2 separate regions of the Macaca mulatta genome follow, and region 1 is linked to region 2. Evidence: chromatin contacts called from public Hi-C data. All regions are on one chromosome and are shown on one strand. The core of a region is the stretch at or near the end of the contact, and the rest is flanking DNA. Distances in the headings are between cores, read along the strand shown. Region 1 holds the start of SDHAF4 (succinate dehydrogenase complex assembly factor 4). Region 2 holds the start of SMAP1 (small ArfGAP 1).

Region 1 (6,448 bases), core at 2,500-4,999, 100 kb after region 2:
ACATCTTTTTTTTCATGTTCCATGAAATTTTATTTCACAAAGGCTTGGACTCTGAAGACCCACAGTTACGGATCACTAAATCCAGTAAGTAAATGTAAATCCAAAATAAAGAGTTTTAGCAAAAAAATAAGAAGGTGATTGTTTTGTTTAAAAGAACAGAGTTATTTGGGAGATAGCTAGAACTGTTCCCTGAGGATTCATTTATAAAACATGCTTTAAGAGTTATTAGGAGATGGTGACTTAAAAAAAAATATAGCAGTTTTATCTAAATGACTGCAATATCACACCTTAATGATAAAATACAAATGCATTCCCTTTATAATCATAAACAAGATAAGTATGCTTGCTGTCATCACTTCTAGTCAACATGGTGCTGGAAATCTGAGCAAGGAAAGAAAAACAAAAGAAAAAGATATAAGGATTAGACAGGGAGGGCAGGGGGCACGGTGGCTCACGCCTGTAATCCCAGCACTTTGAGAGGCTGAGGCGGTTGGATCACTTGGCTAACGTGGCAAAACCCCATCTCTATAAAAAATATAAAAATTAGCCAGGCATGGTGGCGCACACCAGTAATCCCAGCTACTCGGGAGGCTGAGGCAGGAGAATCACTTGATCCCAGGAGGTGGAGGTTGCAGTGAGCAGAGACTGCGCCACTGCACTCCAGCCTGGGTGACACAGCAAGACCCCTTCTCAAAAAAAAGGATTAGACAGGGAGAAACTAGACTGTCACCATTTGCAGATGATATGAATGTCTATGCAGCAAAGTCCCCAAAATATGCAAAGTAAATTACTTAAATTAATAAGGTAATTTAGATACAAAATCATTAAGCATCAGGTTTCTATACGTAAACAATAGTCAGAAAATAATAAGATTTATTACAAAGTTATGGTTATAGTTATCAAGACAGTATCAGCACAGGAATAGACAAATAGGTCAATGGGACTGAAAAAAGAGCCAATAAATAAACGTATGCATATATGTATAAGTAAACTTGATTTATGATGGCTGAATATCATTAGGGGAAAGGTCCTATAAATACATTAATCTGGGACAAGTGTTTGACAAGAAAAAAAAGAAAAATGGGTTCCTGCCTCACACCATACACAAAAATCAATTCCTGGTAGAATAAAGGCTTAAATGTGAAAAGCAAAACTATAAATTTTTTTTTTTTTTTGAGACGGAGTCTTGCTTCGTCACCCAGACTGGAGTGCAGTGTCCGGATCTCAGCTCGCTGGAAGCTCCGTCTCCCGGGTTTACGCCATTCTCCTGCCTCAGCCTTCCGAGTAGCTGGGACTACAGGCGCCCGCCACCTCGCCCGGCTAGTTTTTTGTATTTTTTAGTAGAGACGGGGTTTCACCGTGTTAGCCAGGATGGTCTCGATCTCCTGACCTCATGATCCGCCCATCTCGGCCTCCCAAAGTGCTGGGAATACAGGCTTGAGCCACCGCGCCCGGCCAAAACTATAAATTTTTAAGAAGAAAATATAGGAGACTATGTCTATGACTTTAGAGCACAAAAGGGTTTCTTAGACAAGACCATAAGGCAGTAACAATAAACAAAAGGACCAAAACAAAATTTTACAGATAAAATTATAAACATGTTTATTAAAAGATACCTTTTATATCGAAGCTGCATGATTGTACATGCAGACCCATTATTCTATTCTGCCTAGTAGTGATAGAAACAAACCACAAATTGAGATATTTGACACCTACATAACTAAAAAAGGTTTAGCATACAAATACTTGTAAAGAATATAAATAAGAATCTGTTAAGAAAAAAGGCCAGGCGCGGTGGCTCATGCCTGTAATGCCAGCACTTTGGTAGGCCAAGGTGGGTAGATCACCTGTGGTCATGGCAAAACCCTGTCTCTACCAAAAATACAAAAAATTAGCTGGGCGTGGTGGCGGGCGCCTGTAATATCAGCTATTTGGGAGGCTGAGGCAGGAGAATCGTTTGAACTCGGGAAGCAGATGTTGCAGTGAGCTGAAATCTTGCTGTTGCACTCCAGCCTAGGCAACAAGGGCGAAACTCCGTCTCAAAAAAAAAAAAAAAAAAAAGGAAAAGAAAAGAGAAAAAGGTGTTTCACAAAATGTTGATATTTGAAAAGATGTTTTACTTCTTTAATCAGAGAAAAGCAAAATCACAATGAGGTGTCATTTCATCACCCTGTAGGCAGCCAAAAATAAAAAACTTAGACAAAATTAAGTTTTCGCAAGTTTGTGGAACAACACGAACTCTAATACACTGCTGGTAGAAGTGAAAATTGCTATAGAATTAGAAAATGCCGTTACACCTTGGCATCATGTTGTAAAATTGAAAAGACCTACACCATACTCCAGGAATTCCACTCCTTCCACTAATGCACAAGTAAGGTACACAAGAATGTGTAGCAGCCAATCCTGGTGTTTCTAGAATTACTCAAATGTCCTTTGAGAAGGGCATTGGAAAATGTATCATAGGTTCACACAGTTGAATGAATAACTACAACCTCATACATCAATGCGGATCAATCACAAAACACAGTGTTAGCTGAAAAAAAAAATCAACAATATGAAACCATTTCTACGAAGATTTAAAACACCGTTGCGCAGGTGTATCAGGAAGCAGCACATAGAGACCTCCTTGGCAATGGAGACTATTTCTTAAATTGGAGGATGAGTTCATAGATGCTGGTTGTGCTTTATAGCTTACATGTGTGCTACATACATATATATGTGTGTGTGTGTATATATGTATGGAATACTTCATAATTGTTTAAAACTAGTTAACGGGAGACGTTGAATGAACCCTACAAAATTTTAACTTTATTACCTTGAGGTTTGGATAATGTGGGACTTTCACTTTCTGTATTACTCATTTCTGGACTATTTAAAACTTATACAATTATGTAAAATGTTTGTATTTGGGGGAAATGATTGCTCAAAGGAAAACAAATTGCATAGAAATCCGGAGCCATTTATTATGAGGGCAATAATTATTGTTTTCAACTTGCATAACTTCTCCAGGTGTCACAAGTTAAAATTGTGTTTTGCATAGTCTGGGCTGCTAACTGAATCATCTTGAGAAAAATTTCCAACCACAATGGGTTTAAAAATATTGGTTTTACTGAAAGCATGAATGCTTTTTCTCTACGAACAATTCCTGGCTTCATCTAATTTACGTTATACTTATTTGCCTTTGGCTCACTTCTGCACTTTTCCCCGTTTTTAAAAGATAAACTGTAAACTGCCACAAATCCTGGACCAGGCGCGCGGATTCCTGTAAATAATGATATAAATAAATAAGTAAATCAACGACTCCCATTCCCAAAAGGCCTTCTTTTCCATTTTTCTCAGGGGCATCAAAGTGCAGTGTGCCCTGCGAGCTCCCACAGGTACGACCCGGAACGTCTGTGGTCCTGCTAGGCCACCGCGTGCCCGGCAGGAAGCGGACGTCCGGGCGGGGGTAAGGGCATTAGCGATCTTCTCGCTCTAGTCCCACCCGAGACCCCAGGCGCTGCAAGGACCTGCCCAGGCCACGGGGTGGGCATCTGGGCGGGAGAAGCTGGGCAGCGCCTGGCGCCACCGAACGTCCGGGACACACGCGGCTTCCTCCGCTGGAGGGTCCTCTCTCCGCGCCTGGGCCTTCACGACCCCTCCCGCGACCTTGGCCCCGAGGCCAGGTGCTTACTTGCCGCTCTCCACGCAGTGGCCGAGACCCGCCTAAGCAACCCGGGAAGCCTCGATAGGGTCATGGCGCCCACTCCCTGAGCCTCCGCGCAGGCGCAAAGCAGTAGGGGGAGGAGCAGGCGGCAGGATCCGGAGCGTTCCTGCGGGGGCTGGGCCTCCGTGGCTGGCTTTAGAAAAGGAGTTAGAGTCATTCCTAGGCTCTTTCGCCAAGAAAGACTCAAGCTACCTTGAACCCCGCATTAAAACGCCAAATCCTTGCTGAAATTAGAAGAGGGAATAATTACGTTCATGCCTGTCAGTCTAAGCCGAAAGGTCCCGTGGAAGATCCCTTTTATAGTTTACAAAGATTGAGCGCCTTTTACTCTCTTACGTAAAATGCTTCTTTTACCTAATTCTCCCTGTTTTGTGTTTTAAATCTTTGTTCAGTCAGCTCCTAGTTCGTCCATTCTGGCCGACTAACCAGATGATATGAAAGGCGACATTTTTGAATGAGGTGCAGAGTAAGAGAAGGCTCTCCATCCAGGCCAGGATCCAGTGCAAGGAGTTCTGCCACTTGACCCTTATATCCCAACAGCTCTAACAGTGTTGAGTGGTATGTGGCAGACCTGGATGCTTTGTGCAACTCGTGGAAATCTTTACAGAATCATAGTGAAGGCCCCCAGAATTCTGGAATTGTATCTTTTCTTTTTTTAAAAAAAGTTTCTGGCTAGCTATTGGGCCTTGGTAGTGTCTGACCATGTGACATCAAGTGGCTATGCGATCGAAGTTTCTCATCATGAACTGAGAATTATCTGGTTCTCCTAGATAAGGAGATCCTTTCACGAAAAGAAAGTGGGCCGGGCATGGTGGCTCGCTCCTGTAATCCGATCACTTTTGGAGGCCTAGGCGGGTGGATCACCTGAGGTCAGAAGTTCGAGACCAGCCTGGCCAACAAGGCAAAACCCCCGTCTCTACTAAAAATACAAAAATTAGCCGGGCGTGGTGGCGCATTCCTGTAATCCCACCTACTCGGGAGGCTGAGGTAGAAGAATCGCTTGAACCCGGAAGGCGGAGATTGCAGTGAGCAGAGAACGTGCCACTGCACGCCAGCCCTGGAGACAGAGCAAGACTCCCATCTCAAAAAAACAAAAAGAAAGAAGAGAGAAAGTGAGATACACAGAACTGGGCCAGAGTCAAAACCGAAACAGTTTTCATTTGTAGGGAGCTCACAGTCCTAAGGTCATGCTTTTGACCTTTAGCTTATAGCTACAGTTTAATGATGAATTCCTTGTGGCTAGTTGACTGAGGGAAAAACTCGAAGTTGGATAATGGCTTTGCTTAATAAACTGGCCCGGCTGGCAACGGACTGCTTTTCATATTTAGAGCCTCGCTTAACAGAGGCCCTGAAGGAACAGCAGAGGGGAAAAAAAATTATTTCCAGCATGCATAACTTAGCTTATTTATTTTTATGTTTTTACAGGCCTGCGTCACCACACCTGGCTGATTTTTCTATTTTTAGTAGAGACGGGATTTCGCCATGTTGACTAGGCTGGTTTCGAACTCCTGGCCTCAAGGGATCCACCCCTCTCAGCTTCCCAAAGTGCTGGGATTACAGTGTGAGCCACCGCGCCTGGCCAGAATTTAGTTTATCTTGTCTTGTATGCTTTGCCTAAAAAGAGATACAGCTTGAGATAAAAATTTACATCATTTCATAGGCAGTGACTGGTTTGTCAAGTGGCTAGGAACTGGGAATGTAAACGTTTTGGACTAGGTCTTTGGAAGAGGGCCTCTCAAAGTAGCCCCAGAGTATGAAAACATTTGGGTTCTATTGAATGTTAAACAACAACAACAACAAAAAAGGCTTCCATTGCAGAAAGGCTCTTAATCAGAACAAGATTATTATATTAGTTATCTATTGCTGCCTCACAAATTATCCCAAAATTTACTGGCTTAAAACAATAAACAGTTATTCTCTGACAGTTTTTGTGGATCAGGAATCTAGAAGCCAGAGTGACTGTGGTTCCGGGTCCTAAATGAGGTTGCGGCCGAACTGTTGGCTGGAGTCCCAGTCTCATATAAATGCACAACTAAGGGAGTATCTGCTTCCAAGCTCGTTCACATGATTATTGGCAAGATTTGGTTCCTTGTGGACTTTGGACTGGAAACTTTCTCAGTTATTTGTTAAGTGGGCTTCTCCAAAGGCTATCTTGCAACATGGCAGCTGGCTTTCCACAGGACAAATGAACTAAAGAGCAAGGAAGACCCCTCAAAATGGATGCTCTGACCTTCTGTAATCTCATCTCGGTAGTGACATCCCACCACTTCTACTGTATCCTATTATTAGGTCCAGCCTACTCTCAAAAGGGGATTACACAGGGGCTGCAACAGTGACCCATTCTGTGGACATCACTCAGCCTCCTTCCCCCACAACAGCTGTGGACTCAGTAACAAGGTAGCCATGGTGGCAAGAATAGAGACATACATGTACTTTTAACACCGTCTTTCTTCTGTCATGACTGCTTGGCTACTACCACTACTTACCAACTGCAGTGACCAACTTGATCCCCTGATATACTTTTATGTGGCCTGGGTGGCAGGTCTGACAATGAAATCCTACTGTTATGAAGGAGGATTTATTCTTACAGGAATAAATTTATTCTTACAGGAACAGACAATTATTCTGCATTTAGAGTGCTTTCCTTGATTTATGCTTGCTATATACTCCACCTGTGGACTTACTGAATACCTTAACACACTACTCCATGTTTAATACAATATCCTACACAACATTGCTTCT
Region 2 (5,869 bases), core at 1,825-4,324:
TCAAGAGCAGGAAACTGGTGCCTATACCATCCTTTTCTCCTTCCTTGCTTCTTAAATACTGTCAATCCAGGAAACACAAGCTGGTGATTCAGTAAGAAAATGTCAAAACCCAATTGACATACCTCTACCAACTATTATAAGGCAAGATAATACAGGGACCTCAAATCCTAAGCTTTAGTTTCGGTACATATTCCCAAAGATCAGTGGAAGAAGCTTCTTTAAAAGAAAGAAAATTAAGTTAACTGGGAAATAACTTTGAAATACAGTACATGAAAAGTTTGATGCAATTTACTAGACAGTGAAGAAAACATCAATACATACACAGAATGAAACTTCTTAGTAACCGAGCTGTAGAGTAAGATCCTTAACATATCTTTTAAAAGTACTACATTTATTATGTCATCCTAGCATATAGATCCAAAATCATGTAACAAGCCAAGAATTCTACTAAAAAAGCCTCCATAATGTACTTCAACCTTACCAAATACTCAAAAACTGCGAAAATATATTTACATCTATTGCTCTACCATGTCAAAATTTTCAGTTACAACTATGAAATCAAGTCTAATTAAGCCAACAAGTGGCCTTACCTGTGATTTTTTGCCTGAAAGATCAAGATAACACATTGAAATAATTTACAAGATCATTTTAATATTCTTCTAGATTTAGTAGCAACAACAACAACAAAAAATCCTTGTAAATTATACTGTGGAGTGCATGCCCTTCAAGCTGCACCCTTGTACTCTTGATACCATTCTCTTCTCTCCCACATCCCTCACTTCTCAAAACAAGTAAACCAACAAAAGGCCAGACAAAACCAAAATACAAAAGACATTCATTCAGTATATACCGTGGCAATACAAACATTGAGCAAAATGAATACTTCCTATTCTTCAGGTCCAAAGAAGTAAAACTTTTCATCCTAATTTAAGAAGTACATGATTCTCTTCTCCCCACTCCAAAAGAGTAAATGAAAAAAAAAAAAAAAGTTAACATGGTTAATAACGGCTTTTAAAAATCTGTATTATTTTAGAAAGCATTAGTGAAAATCTGATTTTATAAAGTACTTTTCTGGAAACAGAAATTTGAACAAAAATTAAATTATTTTTAACGATGTCTGTAGATGAAGGAAGGTTAATTCTGAAACTGTTACTATTCAATTTTTAATGAACAGATTTAATATTTACCAGCATCTCTACTTAATCATGTTATTACTCAAAATGACAAAATGTGTACTTTTTAACTTCAGCTTCTTTCTTCTTCTTGGCCTTTTAAAAGACCATTTTTCAGTGTTTTACTAGTGCAGTCCATGAAGAGCAAGCGACTGAGCCTCAATACAGTACAGAACTCCCAAATAGCCACACACAATCAAGTTACTAGGAAAACAAATATTACAAGAACCAGGCATGCACTATGTAAAAACTCATCACCTGAAAAGGTTACACAGGATAAATATAATTTTGACTCAATCAAGTTACTATATTGAAAAGTGCTTCATAAAAATAATCTAGTTACAGTATTCCCACTTGATTCTTCCAGTAATTCAGTACCTGTTATGACAGTGAAGAAACCTGCTGATGCTGTGTGGCTCAGTCTAGTCAAATATTACCAGTCTACTGAAATATGACTCATTTATATAGTATTGAGAAAGAACAGTAAAGCTTCAGGAAGAGTCTAAGTCAAATAACACAGAAATCTTAAAGGACATTCCCCAAAGAGACTGTCTCCTGCTTTGGAGAACTACCCTATTTCTCGCCCAATAACGAAATAAACCAATTAAAAATAGACGCAATCTTTTATTAACTACAGAAGACATTTCTTTTAAAAAAAAATTAGAAATGTTTCTGATGAGATTACTTGCAAGGCATTAAACATAAATCAGATCTCCAAACACAAAATATAGCAGCTAAAAATAGTATATCTATTTCAAAGGCTGAGGCAGAAGCCCTCCAACTGAACAAACTAAAATTAGGTCTTTTCTGTCTCTAGATCTTTAAAATGAACCTTCAACATTTATGAGGTACACAAATCAGTGTCCACACATTCTCCCAAACTAGCTGGTCAGAGAAAACCTAATTACTAAAATCTTCAGAAATATAAACCCACTGTCCTCCAAGAGATTCATGTAATGAAATTCCTCTTCATTCTGGCTAATAACCAGACTAAAAAACAATACTACTACTAATAAAGACCTTTCTCCAATTAATTTATTCCGTAAAACTCAAATCCACCGAAAAAGACCACCATACTCTTTTTCAAGAGGCAGAGACAAGAGCCTTGTACAAAAGCTGTCAGGTGGGGCAGGCAGGTAGGGCTCTGTCTGGGAGACCAAGAATCCGGACCGGAGAGGGAGGACGTGGTCACACCGGAGGGTAGAAGAGGGGATCGAGACCTAAGGGCGGCCCCACCCACAGAGATAGCTATGAGCAGAGCTAGGAGGGCAACTCTCTAACCCTAAGCTCTGCCCAGACCCGTGTCCGGTTCCGCGCTCCCAGCCCCGCTCCTACCCTCAGCCCTGTGGAGGGTCCGAGCATCGCTACTCCGGCACCTGCTCAACCCGGGGTCGGGGAGGAGGGGAGGCTGGGGCCACTGACAGGGCCTGCGAGCCTGACCTCGCCGCCGCCGCCTCTGGCGGACTTGAGGGTCGACAGGAGCCCCGCGCCCGCCCGCTCAGCCACCCGCCCTCCAGTCAGGGCAGGGGCCTCCCGGCAAGCCGAGGCATCCGCTAGGGCCCTGAACGCCGCAGCGGCGGGAAGGTCACCGGTCGCAAGAGGCCCCGACCGGGGCAGCGACGACGTCCGAGCTACCTTTGGCCTCGCAGTCGGCGCAGTACTTGTTGTCCTCTTCCCTCAGAAGCTTGGATAGGATGAGCTGGTGCTGCTCGTTCAGCTTCTGAGCCTTTTCCCGGCAGGAGCGCGTCGCCATCTCGGCAGTGGGGCGGGGAGCCCAGGGCAGCTACGGCGGCGGCGGACGCTGGCTGGAGCCGGGCAGAGTGAACGCACCTGGCGCCGCCGGGACCGCGGGCTGGCTTAGCCCAGGAAGCGGCGGCAGCAGCGGCAGCTGAAACAGGAGGAGGGGCGGCGGTGGTAGCGCCGACGTGTCCCGCCTCCTTGCCGGGCCGGCCGGCAAACACCACCCGAGCCGGCGAGGGGAGGAGGAGGGGGAGTGGGACGCGCCGAGGCTTCCGGGTGGCGCGGAGGAAGGGACCCGGGCGCCGGGCGCGCTGCGCATGCGCCGAACGTACGCGGCCCGGCCTGCCGGATCTTTCTGCAAAAAGGCCCAAGGTGATTCCTGAAAAGTAGCTGGCACTGCCTCATGCAGGTTTTCCTCCCTTTTGAGATGTGATGGTCCGCGAGGGCCTCGAGTAAAACTCGGTAATGGAAGACCTTTTACAAGGAGGCTACTTTGACTTGCCCATTTGCCTTTGCTCTTGCTGGCACAACATTGGAAATGCAGAAATACTAGCGACTGGGTGGGGTCATTTACTCATTCGAGGTTTATTCGCCCGCAGTTTAGAAGCTGGAGACACGGATGGAATAAAAGAGGAAAAACGGTCTCTTACATTTTAAGGACGAGAAATAATCTAGTAGTGACATGTATTAAGGGATAACATTTCATTGAGTGATTACTCTGTTACGAACTATTAGCTCATTTAACCCTTTCCCCAACCTTATGATATTGTTGTCCTCATTACACAGAGGAGGAAAGTGAGGCATAGAGGAATTAAGTAACCTGCCCAGATTACAGAACTACTAGTGGGGGAGTTGAGATTCAAATCCAAAGCAGTCTGATTCCAGAGTCTGAAACACCTGGCTGTAAGCCCTTCCATAAGGGAGAAAGTGTGACCAGGAACCCAAATACTCGACGGTGATACTTTAACAAGAAGCTGTGTAAATAGTGATCATTAATGCAAGAGAAAGAGAACTAAAGAAATGAAACACTTTTCATTGGAACCCAGACCCTAATCCAGGCTCATGAGGTTTCAACTCTGGGTGAGGCAGTTTCAATGATTTGGCATGTTGTATATTATGAGGAAGTTCTAATATGGGACTTATATAAGCCCAATACACAGTCCTTGCTTGCGGTGAGGCAGATGCTAAGAAAGGCAATCAACAAGAGTCGGTCTTACGCTTTTTAGTAAGGCTAATCTCTAGCCGCTGGCCCTGCCTAAAAGTGACCCTCATTGCTACCTAGCCCTGTTCTTGGCACAGGGGCTCAAAAAAATGTTTGTGGAATTAAATTGAATGGATATGGCAATAAAGATGTTCAGTAATTAAACAAATTAGAGCTTAAACTGCATAGCTCTGACACATAGCAACTAGAGAGATATTGGTGAGTTCAAAAGAACAGAAAAAAACCTTATGTGGGAGGGAGAATTTATGAGCCTTGTCCTGAAGATATGCTTGATTTAGATGGAGACTGGGGAGGGAGACATTAAGAAAGAGCAACATGCACAAAAGCGTAAAGACCTCAAGTACCTTGGAAAACAGACTGGAACAAAAGGTACTACTTAGGACGGAGTGAAAGATAAGGCTGCATAAGTAAACTATGATTGGGTTATGGAAGACTTGGGAAGCCAGACAAAGTAATCTGGCCTTGATGCAATTCACAGTAGAAAACCTGTAGATTTTGGCCAGGCACAGTGGCTCACACCTGTAATCCCAGCACTTTGGGAAGCCAAGGTGGGTGGATCACCTGAGGTGGGGAGTTCGAGACCAGCCTGACCAACATGGAGAAACCCCATCTCTACTGATAATACAAAATTAGCCAGGTGTAGTGGCAAATGCCTGTTTAATTCCAGCTACTCAGGAGATTGAGGGAGGAGAATCGCTTGAACCCTGGAGGCAGAGGTTGCAGTGAGCCAAGATCACGTCATTGCACTCCAGCCTGGGCAACAAGAGTGAAACTCCGTCCCCCCTGCACCCCTGCCCCTGGAAAAAAAAAAAAAAAAAAAAAAAAAACCCTGTAGATTCTTCAAGTAGGATAATAGCATAATAAAAAGGATCTTTCGGGAAAGTTAGTCCTGCCATAACCAGTAAACAAACACCATTTTTTGAGTACCTGTCCTCCCTACAAAAATTCTGTGCAGCACTGTAAGGACTCAGAAAACAGAATACAGGTTTACCTCCAATAAACGACCTTCAGGATGGATTGAAGGGTCACAGTGATGTCCAATAGAAATACTTGCATGCCACACATATAACTTTAAATAATACAGTAGCCACATTTTAAAACAGAAAAAGAAACATAAAATACATTTTATGAATACATTTTATTTAACTCGATGTATCCAAAATATTTTTAAGATGTAATATAAAAAAAGGCATATTTTCCATTCTTGTTTTCATATTGTCTTCAAAATGCTGTATAACACAGCTCGTTTCATTTTTGAGTAGCTGAATTTATTTCTTAATAAAGAAATTATCAAAAAATTGAAGCTAAGAGTTGGAGACCCTGCTGGTCCATGGGGTCTCACTATGTGGGCCAGCATGGTCTTGAACTCCTAGCCTCAAGTTATCCTCCCACCTTGGCCTCCCAAAGTGCTGGGATTACAGGCACGAGCCACTGCGCCCAGCCTGGAGTAGCTGAATTTCAAATGTTCAGCAGCCGCATGTGACTAGTGGATACATTATTGAATAGTGTTGTTCTCGATGGTCAGCTTAGAGGCTATTAAAATCTAAATTTGAGTTGATTGTATTTTAAGGCTATAGTAGGAAGAAAGAGACATGTTCCCCAAAACATCTTGGGAAGAAAACAACATTGCATTTATTCACCAATATTTATTAAACCACTTCTATCTAGTACACTAATTATCAGAAGCTTACAGTCTACTATGAGATAAAAATATGTAAATAGAAAAGGACTACAT

Evidence for each region. Hi-C and Micro-C count contacts between places; a contact is called where the count stands out from the background.
Region 1: a contact with region 2 is called in a Hi-C map of fetal cortex germinal zone, with 2.7 times the contacts expected there. The contact joins the promoter of SDHAF4 here to the promoter of SMAP1 in region 2. A contact is called at or near these places in 4 of 14 Hi-C or Micro-C datasets (CD4 T cells, cortical neurons, fetal cortex germinal zone and 1 more).

What each region holds. Positions count from the first base shown.
Region 1 is chr4:115,001,530-115,007,977 of T2T-MMU8v2.0, forward strand. It overlaps SDHAF4 (succinate dehydrogenase complex assembly factor 4), which reads right to left and starts at 3,750. Exons shown (of 3, transcript NM_001194396.1): 1 at 3,674-3,750. The coding sequence starts at 3,737.
Region 2 is chr4:114,902,005-114,907,873 of T2T-MMU8v2.0, forward strand. SMAP1 (small ArfGAP 1) reads right to left here and starts at 3,075. Exons shown (of 9, transcript XM_077999773.1): 1 at 2,808-3,075. The coding sequence starts at 2,925. It also overlaps the pseudogene LOC106997989.